Linked DNA regions of Manis pentadactyla: region 1 is linked to region 2. A link is a contact called in public Hi-C data. All regions are on one chromosome and are shown on one strand. The core of a region is the stretch at or near the end of the contact, and the rest is flanking DNA. Distances in the headings are between cores, read along the strand shown. Region 1 holds the start of CAMK4 (calcium/calmodulin dependent protein kinase IV). Region 2 holds the start of STARD4 (StAR related lipid transfer domain containing 4).

Region 1 (4,840 bases), core at 49-2,548, 240 kb after region 2:
CCCTGTCATAACGGTCCTAGTTCAAAATTTTTTGGAAAGAAGTCCCCTTACCACTGGGTAACAGAAACGAAAAAAGGAAATGGAAAGGAAGGGAAAGAAAACATAATTTTCAATGGATGAAAAGCTGAGAACCTATGACATTACCCACATGGCAAAACCACTACCTGTCTGACTCTTCAGAGGAGGGATGAGGGACATTTCTGCCACCTGTAATGGCTTTTTGCATAGATAATTTAAATAAATCACTCCAGCATTAAAGAGCAGCTTCTAATTACCACTGCCTGGACCCCATGTGCTGTTTTCTTAAAGCCACACTAGTTCATTATTCTGCCTTTATCTCTCTTAAATGATTCATCCCCACTCCCTCACCCACTTCATCCTGTGCAGACTCTGCAGGGAAGCTAGTATTTAAGTTTGATTTCTAGTGCCACTTGCTCTGGAGAGCATGGTGAGGGGAAGGAGGAAGAATCTAATTTAATAATTCTGTCATGATTTGGAGAGGCACCCTCTACCCCGACCCCCCAAAACTAGACAGGAACCTCTGGCAAGCTATAAGCGTGAGCAAAGACACCAACTGGGAAGCAGGGCCCACGTGCGGTGGGCGCTGCACCCAAGGAAAGCGGCAGCCGGCGAGCAGGAGGGAGCGCACCGGAGCAGCGGCCCGGCCTGGGCGCTCCGCGGAGACCCCGCTCTCACTTGAATAGTGCTTAGCTCTCTCCCGGACACCAGGCTGGGGATGTCCTGGGGCCAGAGACCGCCGCCCGCCTCTCGGGAGCTGTCCCCGCGAGAGGGGCAGCCCGCCGTACCGCCTAAGGCTTGCCCCGGGAGTCCGAGCCCGCGCGCAGGGCGCCGGCGTCACCAGGTCCAGAGCACCCCGTGCGCCCCGGCCAACGCCCCCCGCCTTACCGTCCCAGCTCCGACTCCACTTCGAAGAAATCGTTCAAGGCATCCCTGTTGGAGCCGTCGATCCAGTAATCCGGGACGAGGTTCCCGGCCCCCGGGGCCACAGTGGCGGTGCCCGAAGAGCAGGACGAGGCGGAGCACGAGGGCGCCGTGACTTTGAGCATCTTCGCGGCGGGACCCCGGAAGCCGCCGCCGCTGCCGCCGCCGCTGCCGGAGCGAGGAGCCCGGCCGCCAGCCGCCGCCTGCGAACGCAGGAGCGAGCGGCGGCGTCCTTCACACCCGCGCGCACGCCCACCGTGGCCGCCGCCGCCGCGCCCGCCGCCGCCCTCCGGCTGCGGCTCCCTCCTTGCGCGCTCGCCCGCGGAGGGGCGCGGAGAAGGGGCCGCGGGGCTGGGAGGCTGTGGGAGGGAGCACCGGAATCTCAGCCGCCGGGGTGAGGAGAGGCGGAGGCGCTGCGAAGGAAAGAGACTCCCTCCCACTGCGCTTCTTCCCTCCCCACCTCCCCTCCTCCCTCCGCCGAGCCTTCCCAGCGCCCCCTCCCTTTCTCCCGGTCTCCCTCCCAGGCGGTGGCTGCGGCGGAGCCGGCTAGGGCGGCTCCGGAGGCTGGAGCTCGGGGAAGGCACGGGGACCAGAGCATCGTCCCACGCGCCTTCCCGCGGGAGCCGGAGCCTGGAAGGGACGGCGCGCGGTGGGACGCCCTTCTCCGGCAGTGGCGGGCTCCCGGCGCGCTCTGGGAGCACACGGGCCAAGGGACCAAGCAGGATGGTGAGAGAAGAACCTGGCTGTTGGCGCAACTCATCCCTCCTTAGGCGTCTTGGAACCAGCCACCCGTTGTTCGTTCTTCTGTCAAAGCTTATACTGGTGGCAGGGGAGGGTGTCCTGTGGTCGCCAATCCCCAAGGCTCCTGTGCTGGGACTCAGTGAACGCCGCAGGAAAGGGAAGCGCCAGGGTGGACGCTGACCTGACTTACCTTTGAGTGAAGGCTTCAGATGGAATAGGTGCTGTCCTCTGCTGCTGGCATTGTCTGCTTTGACACTGTTGGAGTTCCGGAAAGGGCAGGTGTTTGCTGTGCCTAGTTCACTCCCAGCTCTGAAGGGTAGCAACAGAAGTCACCCGCAGAAGTGACCTAGAGAATTGCAGGTCTGGGAGGGTCCTTGTGGATGACTTAAACCAGGACCTGTCACCACTCATGTCAGAGAAAATTGCCACATTTAAAGCTCTTTCCTCCTCCCAAGAAATGTGCCTCATCACAAGCATCCTGATGTCTGTCACCAACCTTCAGGCTATTCTTTTAAGCACTGCTTAAGTGTATATTGTCTGTCTATACTTGTACCCTCAAACTTTTTTCTTTTCAAATATCAGCAGAGATGAAGAACAAGCATTAGTCACTATATTCTGTAATAATCTTTAAATATAAAGACAGTTATTACATTACGGTTATTACATTTCTGGCTAAATAATTCTAAGTCCTCTATTTAATCTTATTTCACAGATACTACTTTTAATCTTTTTATTTCCCTGAGTAACTCCAACATGCACTAAACTCTTCTCAGTGTGTCTCATTCCTGATAACACCAGTAAATATGGTCAATATTCTCCTCTAATTTATTGATTTATTTCCTAGTCTTAAGAGCTTCTATGCAATATTGGTGAACTATGAAAAAAAAACCCAAAATCTAATCAATTAGTGTTAGGAATGTCATCCTTAGCTGCTTGGAAGTGAAAAAATAAATACAAAAATTATTTTTCACAGGTAATATTATGAAGATTAGTACATGCTCAATTTGTAAGTGGCCTTAAAAAGAGCAAATATATATATATTCATACAAATTCAGTTAAAAATACTGAATTATTTGCTGAAAGATAGAAAATGCTTACATGACTTGCTATTTTTCAGAGAACAAATTCGCTCATTTTCATGTTAGAAAATCAAGTTCTTAAGCACAGCAAGCTAACTCTCCAAAGTAAGTTCTGGTTCCCACTACGTAGGGATGAGCATGAAGTAGTTATTAGGCCATTTTTATTCACACCTCTTTGAGGCAAGTCCTAGAGTGGCAGTACTGCATGTAGATACTTGTCTGTTGTGAGCAATTCTTTTACAACATAAGTCCAAAGCAAGCATATTACACTGAAAAAGATGGTAAGCCTTTTTTCTCCTGCCATTTTAGGGAACAATAGTTAGAGGAACACCATTTCATGGTACAGAGGTGATTGTAGAAATAATATTTACATTCAACATTATTTTAGTCATCTGGCACCTATGCTTTTCATAACTGACTTTTCTAAAAGTACTATTAACTGAAATTGATAAAGAGGGTATTAGGTTTACTGAATGAGGTTTATTTTTTATTTAAAAACAAGATGAAAATAAATAAGTTATTTTCAAAACAGATGAGATTGGAATTGAATCCATGCAATTTATTTTTATTCATTGTGAAATATCATCTAAAATGACCAGAAAAGGAAAAAAGACATATATCAACAATAAGAAAGGGAGAAATAATATCAGCTAGATCTTAGAATCTAGGATCAGATGGACAAATGGATGATCACTCAGATGAAAATTCAGATATACAGAAAGGCATGAAGACAGCAGAAGTGGGATATATGTGTAAATAGAAAAGACTATATTTCTTATTCCTCTTTCCTTTAAAATACAACTATGATTTAAATTAAAAACTATAACATTGAATTTTGTGATTTATAATATATAGAGAGGTAAAATATACAAAATACTACATATAATTCCCTCTACATAATATTCAGGAAAGGCAAAATTGGTAGAATGCATATCAGTGGTTCTCAGGAGCCAAGGTAGGATAAAGGATTGACTGAGAATGGGTTTGAGGAGATTTTGGGTGTGACTGAAAGTTTCATATTATTATTTTGATGGTGGTTACATGGTTTTATGCATTTGTCAAAACTCTCTAGTTACACTTTTAAAATTGGTTAATTTTATTGTGTACAAATTATATTTCAACAAAGCTCATTAAAAGCTGTAATAGCAGCACAGGCAATTCTTTAACATAGGTAAAACTAAAAGTCCAATATTGAAAAGGAAGAAGTTAAACTGTTGCCATTTATAAATGACTTTATATTTACATAGATAATCCTAGTATTCGACTTAGACTCCTAAAATTAATAAGTGAATTTGGCAAGATCATAGGGCACAAGGCCAAAATAAAATAATCAATTGTACCTCCACATACTAGCAGGAAACAATTGGAAATGCAATAAAAATATTCTACTTACAATAAAATACAAAAGTATAAAATACTTTGGAATCAATTCAATGGAATATGTTCAAACTTTCTACAGCAAAAACTACCAAATATTGGTAAGAGAAATGGAATAAGCTCCAAATAAATGGAAATATATACCATGTTCATTGATTGGAAGACTCAATGTTATTGACATGTCATTTTTCCCCTAGTTGATATATATGCTAACTCTAGTAATCTTTGTAGAAACTGAAAAGTTTATTCTAAAATGTGAGGGAATACTAAATATCTGAAATACAAAAACAAGGCTGAAAAAGAATAAAGTTGTAGGGAGTCACTCCATCTGATTTCAAGCCTACAATAGAGCTATAGAAAGGAAAACTTAGAGAAATGAAGGCAGTGTGATACTGGTATTAGGACAGAAAGAATATGTCAATGGAACAGAATAGGGAGTTCAGAAATAGAACAATATGAATGTGGTTAAAAAGGTGTCAATGCAATTTAATAGGCAAAAGAAAGACTTTTTAATAAATGGTACTAGAACAATTGGATAAATACATAGGGAAAAATGAACCTCAATCTTTTCCTTGAACCACAAACAAAAATTAATTTAAGATGGATCATAATCCTATACGTATTAGCTAAAACTATAGTAGCACTTCTAAAAGACAACATTGAAGAATATCTTCAGGAATTCACAGTAGATAAAAATATCT
Region 2 (5,219 bases), core at 2,630-5,129:
ACTATTCAGTTGCCCTAAATTTTCTTAAAAGTGCAGTTATTTTTTTGAAAAAACATGTGAACATAAGCTTTAAACAATACAGCAGACAGCACAAAAGAATAAAGCATAAAAAGTAAGTAACAAATGAAAACCATGGACAGTTCAGTACTTTGCCCACTGATTCTTAGCAGCTACCTGTTGCTCTAACCTGTTTTCTCTTCTAAGACGAGCCTTGCTTCCTCTTTTTTTTTTTTTTTTTTAATATTCTGAATTTTAATGTACTTAAACTTCCACTTTTCAGTGTCCTCTTCTTTTCTGGTTGTTCTTAAACATTAGTCAGACTGGTCTTAGATTAGCCCTGTGACATCATCCGGCAGGGGTTGTTAGAAATCATGCCCCTAGATACTGATTGAGTAGTTTCAGGATAGGGTTTGAAATCGGTACTTTTAATATGCCTCCTGCGATACAGATGCACAGGAGATTTGGGGGACCTCTGCTCATGCTCTCACCCCCCATGTATCTCCCAGATCCTGCTACCATTTTCCATGTGTGTCCACACAGTGCCAAAAAACATGCCAGCCTCTGCAGCCCCCTCACGAACATTTATAAAAGCCCTAAAAGAAGATATTCTTAATCACATATTACAGGCGAGGAAACTAAGGGTCAGTTATGTTTAGTAATTTGTCCAGTCTTCTGCCACTTTTCCTTGACAAGAGCATGTAGTTAACACCAGAATCGATACTAGTTCATTTGTTCAGGCGTGTAAAAAATCCCATTGAGAGGATGGGACAAGCGTTGTCCTTCTGTGAGAGTCTGGGATTAATTACAAGGGACAGAAACCTATTTGAAAGATGGGAAGAAGGCTTATAGAAAGGATACGGAAGAACTTGAATGTAGAAAAACGGAATCTGAATGTAGAAAAAACAACTTGGTCTTAAGGAAACTGGATTAAACACAACATTGGATATTTGAGTACTTGTAACAACAAAGGAAATAGATAATTCTCATATTTGTATCCTCCTGACATATGTATAAATGGCTTACACCACAACAGTTGCTCCAGCCAGTGCAGGAGCTGCCCAGGAAGGCAGGAACTACCCTTTGTTTCCCTACAGCCATAGGTGAAAATTTTCAGGTCCCTCCTCCCTGTATAACTGCCACCAGAAGGTTCCTCCCAAGACTCCACCTCCTCCCTATTTCAAACCTGGCTCCTGGCCATTGCTGGATGAAACAGGCATAAAGTGTTGCAAGGGCAAGGGGGCCCTCTGTCCCCTAGAGGCTCTTTCATCCTAAGTGAAAGTCAACCCAAATTGACCTAAGAAGAAAAAGAAGAGAAGAGGAGAGGAGAGGAAAGGAAAAGAATAGAAAAGAAAAGAAATCTATTGTACTATATAAATAAAATGTTCAGAATTAAATCCAGCTCTAGAATTGGCTGAGGGTCACTTATAAACTGCCCTAGCTTCAGTAGGTTTCCTATGCACGTAATAAATATTTGTTGAATTGAATTAAGGCTGAGTTTTCCTGAGTCAAATTCTCTAAGTATAGAATTTGTTGTATTCCCTGGTTTTGATAGAGGGATTTTATTTTTATTCATGTTAACATTTATTCATATTAATACTTTAAATATTTTTTAATGTTCTTCAGTATGTCATATTTGATTTTCTTTTTGATCTAAGAGTTTGGGAAATCGAATCTTCTTTTAAATTTTCAATTAGTTGGAGGTATTTGTGTATGTGCATTTTAATTTTGTTTTTTATTTATAGATTTATTGTCTCCTGGTTAGAAGTTGTGGATACATTATTTTTGTGTTTTGGATTTTTTTTCTGTTTTTCTTCTTGGAAATTCTTTATGTATATTAATACATTCAGTTTGATTATAGGCAGGGCATGGGAGGGAATGTGTTTTTGTCTCTTTAGGCTGACTTTCTGTATAGATGGTAAAATACATTATATGTCTCCTTTATTCTTGAACTCTAGATAGAAAGTTTATTTTCATTTTCAAACTTCTTGGAGGGGGGACTTGTTTGTGGCCCTATATACTACAGTTCCCTCATGAGTACAATAACAGTGCGTACCTTATGGGTACTAAAAGGATTAAATGAGTTAACACATGTAAAATGCTAGCACTGTGCTTGGTCCATAGTAAACTCTAAATAATAGCTCCAGATGATATTTTCTTTTTTCTGAATTGGCACTTATTTTTTTTTTTTAGTAGCATTTCACTTTGATAGACATAGGGTGGTTTTAATCACCCCAACTTCTTTCTAATCAAGAGAAACATGGCAACAGATAAAGAACAAAGGCAAAGAAACAAAAACCTCCTTACTGGGTATGAGTGTGATGTAATGAGCTTATGTAGCATCCCTTCCAAAAAGAAAAAAAGCCAAATTAATTTTGTTTTAAGCATGCTTTAGCAGGTTCTGTGAGAGAATATGCAGAGCTGCTGAAGAATATACTGAAACCTGAAACCTAATAAGGACAGACAGGAATTCTCTACTTCTCTGAAATGGTTCTGAGGACTTGTTCCTCTGCACCATTAAACCATGCAAATCTGGGCAAGGATTAGGTCTTCCATTTCTGGTCTCCACTGCTGTGCACAGGGGCCTGACAGCTGAGAAACACAAGTTTTGTTGGAGTTAAGAGCCCCAGTTTTTAAGTCCCAGACCTCTATCAAATTCCAGTTCAGCTACTCAGTAATGGTAATCTGCTTTAAGATCTATGCCTGGGGCTAAAATTCATTTATTACTGTCACCCTTGTTTGCAGATAGATAGATAGATAGATAGATAGATAGATAGATAGATAGATAAAATTTGAGATGGTTGTGAAAAAGTGCTTTGTATAAAGTTTTACATTATATCTCATAGAATCCACTTAGCCACTCCTCCGACGTAGGTGTGTTTTATAGATGATTACCTGTGAGATGTAATGGAAAAGTAATCACCAAACAAAAAACTCTTCCTTTTATGTATAGACAATGAGGTAGGATTTTAAAATTTTGCCCCAAATAACTAGCAAATGGTGTTTGGTGATTCTTTTAGTGACGTTAATTAAAAATTTTATCAAATATTTTTCTCATTGCAAAAATGACTAATGGTGTAGCGCTGCATTCCTTCTTACTCTTAGTTTTACAAACTACACACCCTAATAAATAGAGTTTGTAAACACTTGATTTTTAGTATTCCAATTTGTCAACATCCTATCAGATGGGGGACTTCACAGCCACTGGAAGAAAAGTTACTTAAACATCAGAACACTTTACTAAGCTAGAAAACCAACGGCCACACCCCTTTTCTTTGTTTTCAAGGTAGTCCTCAGAGGAAAAACGCTAGGAGAAAGATCAGTTCACACTGTGGCAATAACTTTGTAAATATGTGTTCTCATATAACGCTCTAACTTTTAAGTCAGGGGAGGAGGAAGGTTGAAGGCCCCGTCATCCTCCGCATGGGCGCATTTTGGCTTTAGGTCCTGGGACCTGCAATGCAGCTGCGGGATACTAGGTCTTCACAGCAGTGGACAATTTAGACCACCCTTACTGCTCACTGTTATCCCTCACTTCCTTGATGTGTCCGTGTTTCTCCCAGTTGGATTTACTGCCTTGCAAAACCCTTTCATCATGAATTGGCTACGGCGATATCCCGCGCGGAGCCAAACCCACCCGCAACCCCACAAATACCGGGAACCTGGCCGGCTACGGCAGCCCACTCTCACGTGGAATCAGTCCATTTCCCGTCGACCAATCAGCGCTCCACACGCCGCCGCGCCAGCCAATCCAAGCAAACACACACTGCTCGGGCCAACTTCTGCTGCTTGCTTTCCGAGACACTCGGGTGGGTTCCCCAGACACGCCAGGAAGGTTCGGCCCGCCTTCCCTAAGAGCTTGATGTCTTCCAATTGGCTGCGATCCCCAGTGGCTTGACGCTGATTGGTTGCTGCCGCCCGCCGCAGGCAGAGAAACTGAGCGCTCCAACACGGCAGTGTCGCGGAGAGCGGTCAGTCTGTGGCTCCCGGCGGACCCGAGCTCCGCAGGCTGCTCGGTGCGTCTCAGGTAGCCTAAGGTAGAGGCCCGGAGTCGCGGCGAAGCGAGGCGGCTGGAGGGAGGGCGGCGGCGGCGTCCGGGGCGTTTTCCCAGAGCCGATCCGGGAGTGGGGTGCGGGAGGTCTCGGGGCAAGTTCGGGAAGGCGGACCCCGGCGTCCGGAGGGTGTGGACCTCACAGGTGCAAGACACTGAGGCCCGGGGCCGCGCCGGACCGATCCCAGGGCTCGCACCGAGCCTCCCTACACTGCTCGCCATCCTAAGGTCTCGAACGCGGCTTAGGCTTCCGTTTTTTATCTGTTGAATGGGGAAGGGGCGGTACTAACCTCGCTTTTGAGGCGTGGTGAAGGTCCATTGAGGTAACTGAGAAAAATTACCTGAGCTATTTTGGGATCAGGAACCAAGACAGAATATGACACATTCATGTATGATGTCACACGTTTTATGTAAATTCTCATCCAGCCACTGATCAACTTCCAGCGTTTTACAGAACAGGCCTTTAGGCTCCGTAGGCAGAAGCCTTCGATTGGAATTCTGGTCCCATCACTTATCAGCTGTGTAGTCTCGATAAGTGACTTAATTTCCCTGTTTCTGTTTCAACTTTACGTAAAGTAGGGATAATAGGATCGGCTTTTAAGATTGTTTATGCGGATTAAATGAAAGAATACAATTTAAAATGGCCAGAAAGACTGATCCCATAGTAAATGATCAATAAATGTTAGGTGTTGTTATTATTTTAAATAAAAGATTAGGCTCTTGAACATTAACCTGGACCCAGACTTAACGCTATGATATCATTAGAATTTATTATTGTGTTGTGTTGTAAAAAGTCTCAACACTGTACTCACAGTAAAGCCAGTGAGCACTGAAAACAGCAGCGTTAATCACATTTGCAGAAGTAGGTTTCCCTGTTGGGTTCCTGCTACAGCCAGTCTCAACAACAAAAAACCACTGTACCTGAGTTGGAAAAGCTAAATTACCAATTCAAGATTCATTGGGCATCAAGCATATGCTGAAATTTTTATGTTAGGTAGAAAATATAATTTATAAGGACTTGGTTTGCACATCTTGGGGAAAATCTATGGCATGTTAAATTGGAGCTGTTCACATAAGTGAAACGTATCAATCAGGTAATGTAAGGTTGAACAGTTCTGATATGAGCTTCTTTAATAAGTGAGTTCTGACTTAATCATACTACATAAGTACA

The links. A called contact is a pair of places that touch in the nucleus more often than the background predicts.
Region 1: a Hi-C map of blood shows a contact between it and region 2, with 4 times the contacts expected there. The contact joins the promoter of CAMK4 here to the promoter of STARD4 in region 2. A contact is called at or near these places in 3 of 3 Hi-C or Micro-C datasets (blood, fibroblasts and skin fibroblasts).

Annotation. Positions count from the first base shown.
Region 1 is chr2:51,918,237-51,923,076 of mManPen7.hap1, forward strand. It overlaps CAMK4 (calcium/calmodulin dependent protein kinase IV), which reads right to left and starts at 1,299. Exons shown (of 10, transcript XM_057492709.1): 1 at 907-1,299. The coding sequence starts at 1,067.
Region 2 is chr2:51,677,345-51,682,563 of mManPen7.hap1, forward strand. STARD4 (StAR related lipid transfer domain containing 4) reads left to right here and starts at 3,880. Exons shown (of 6, transcript XM_036886819.2): 1 at 3,880-4,024. LOC118913115 (a long non-coding RNA gene) reads right to left here and starts at 3,821. Exons shown (of 5, transcript XR_008993959.1): 1 at 3,688-3,821.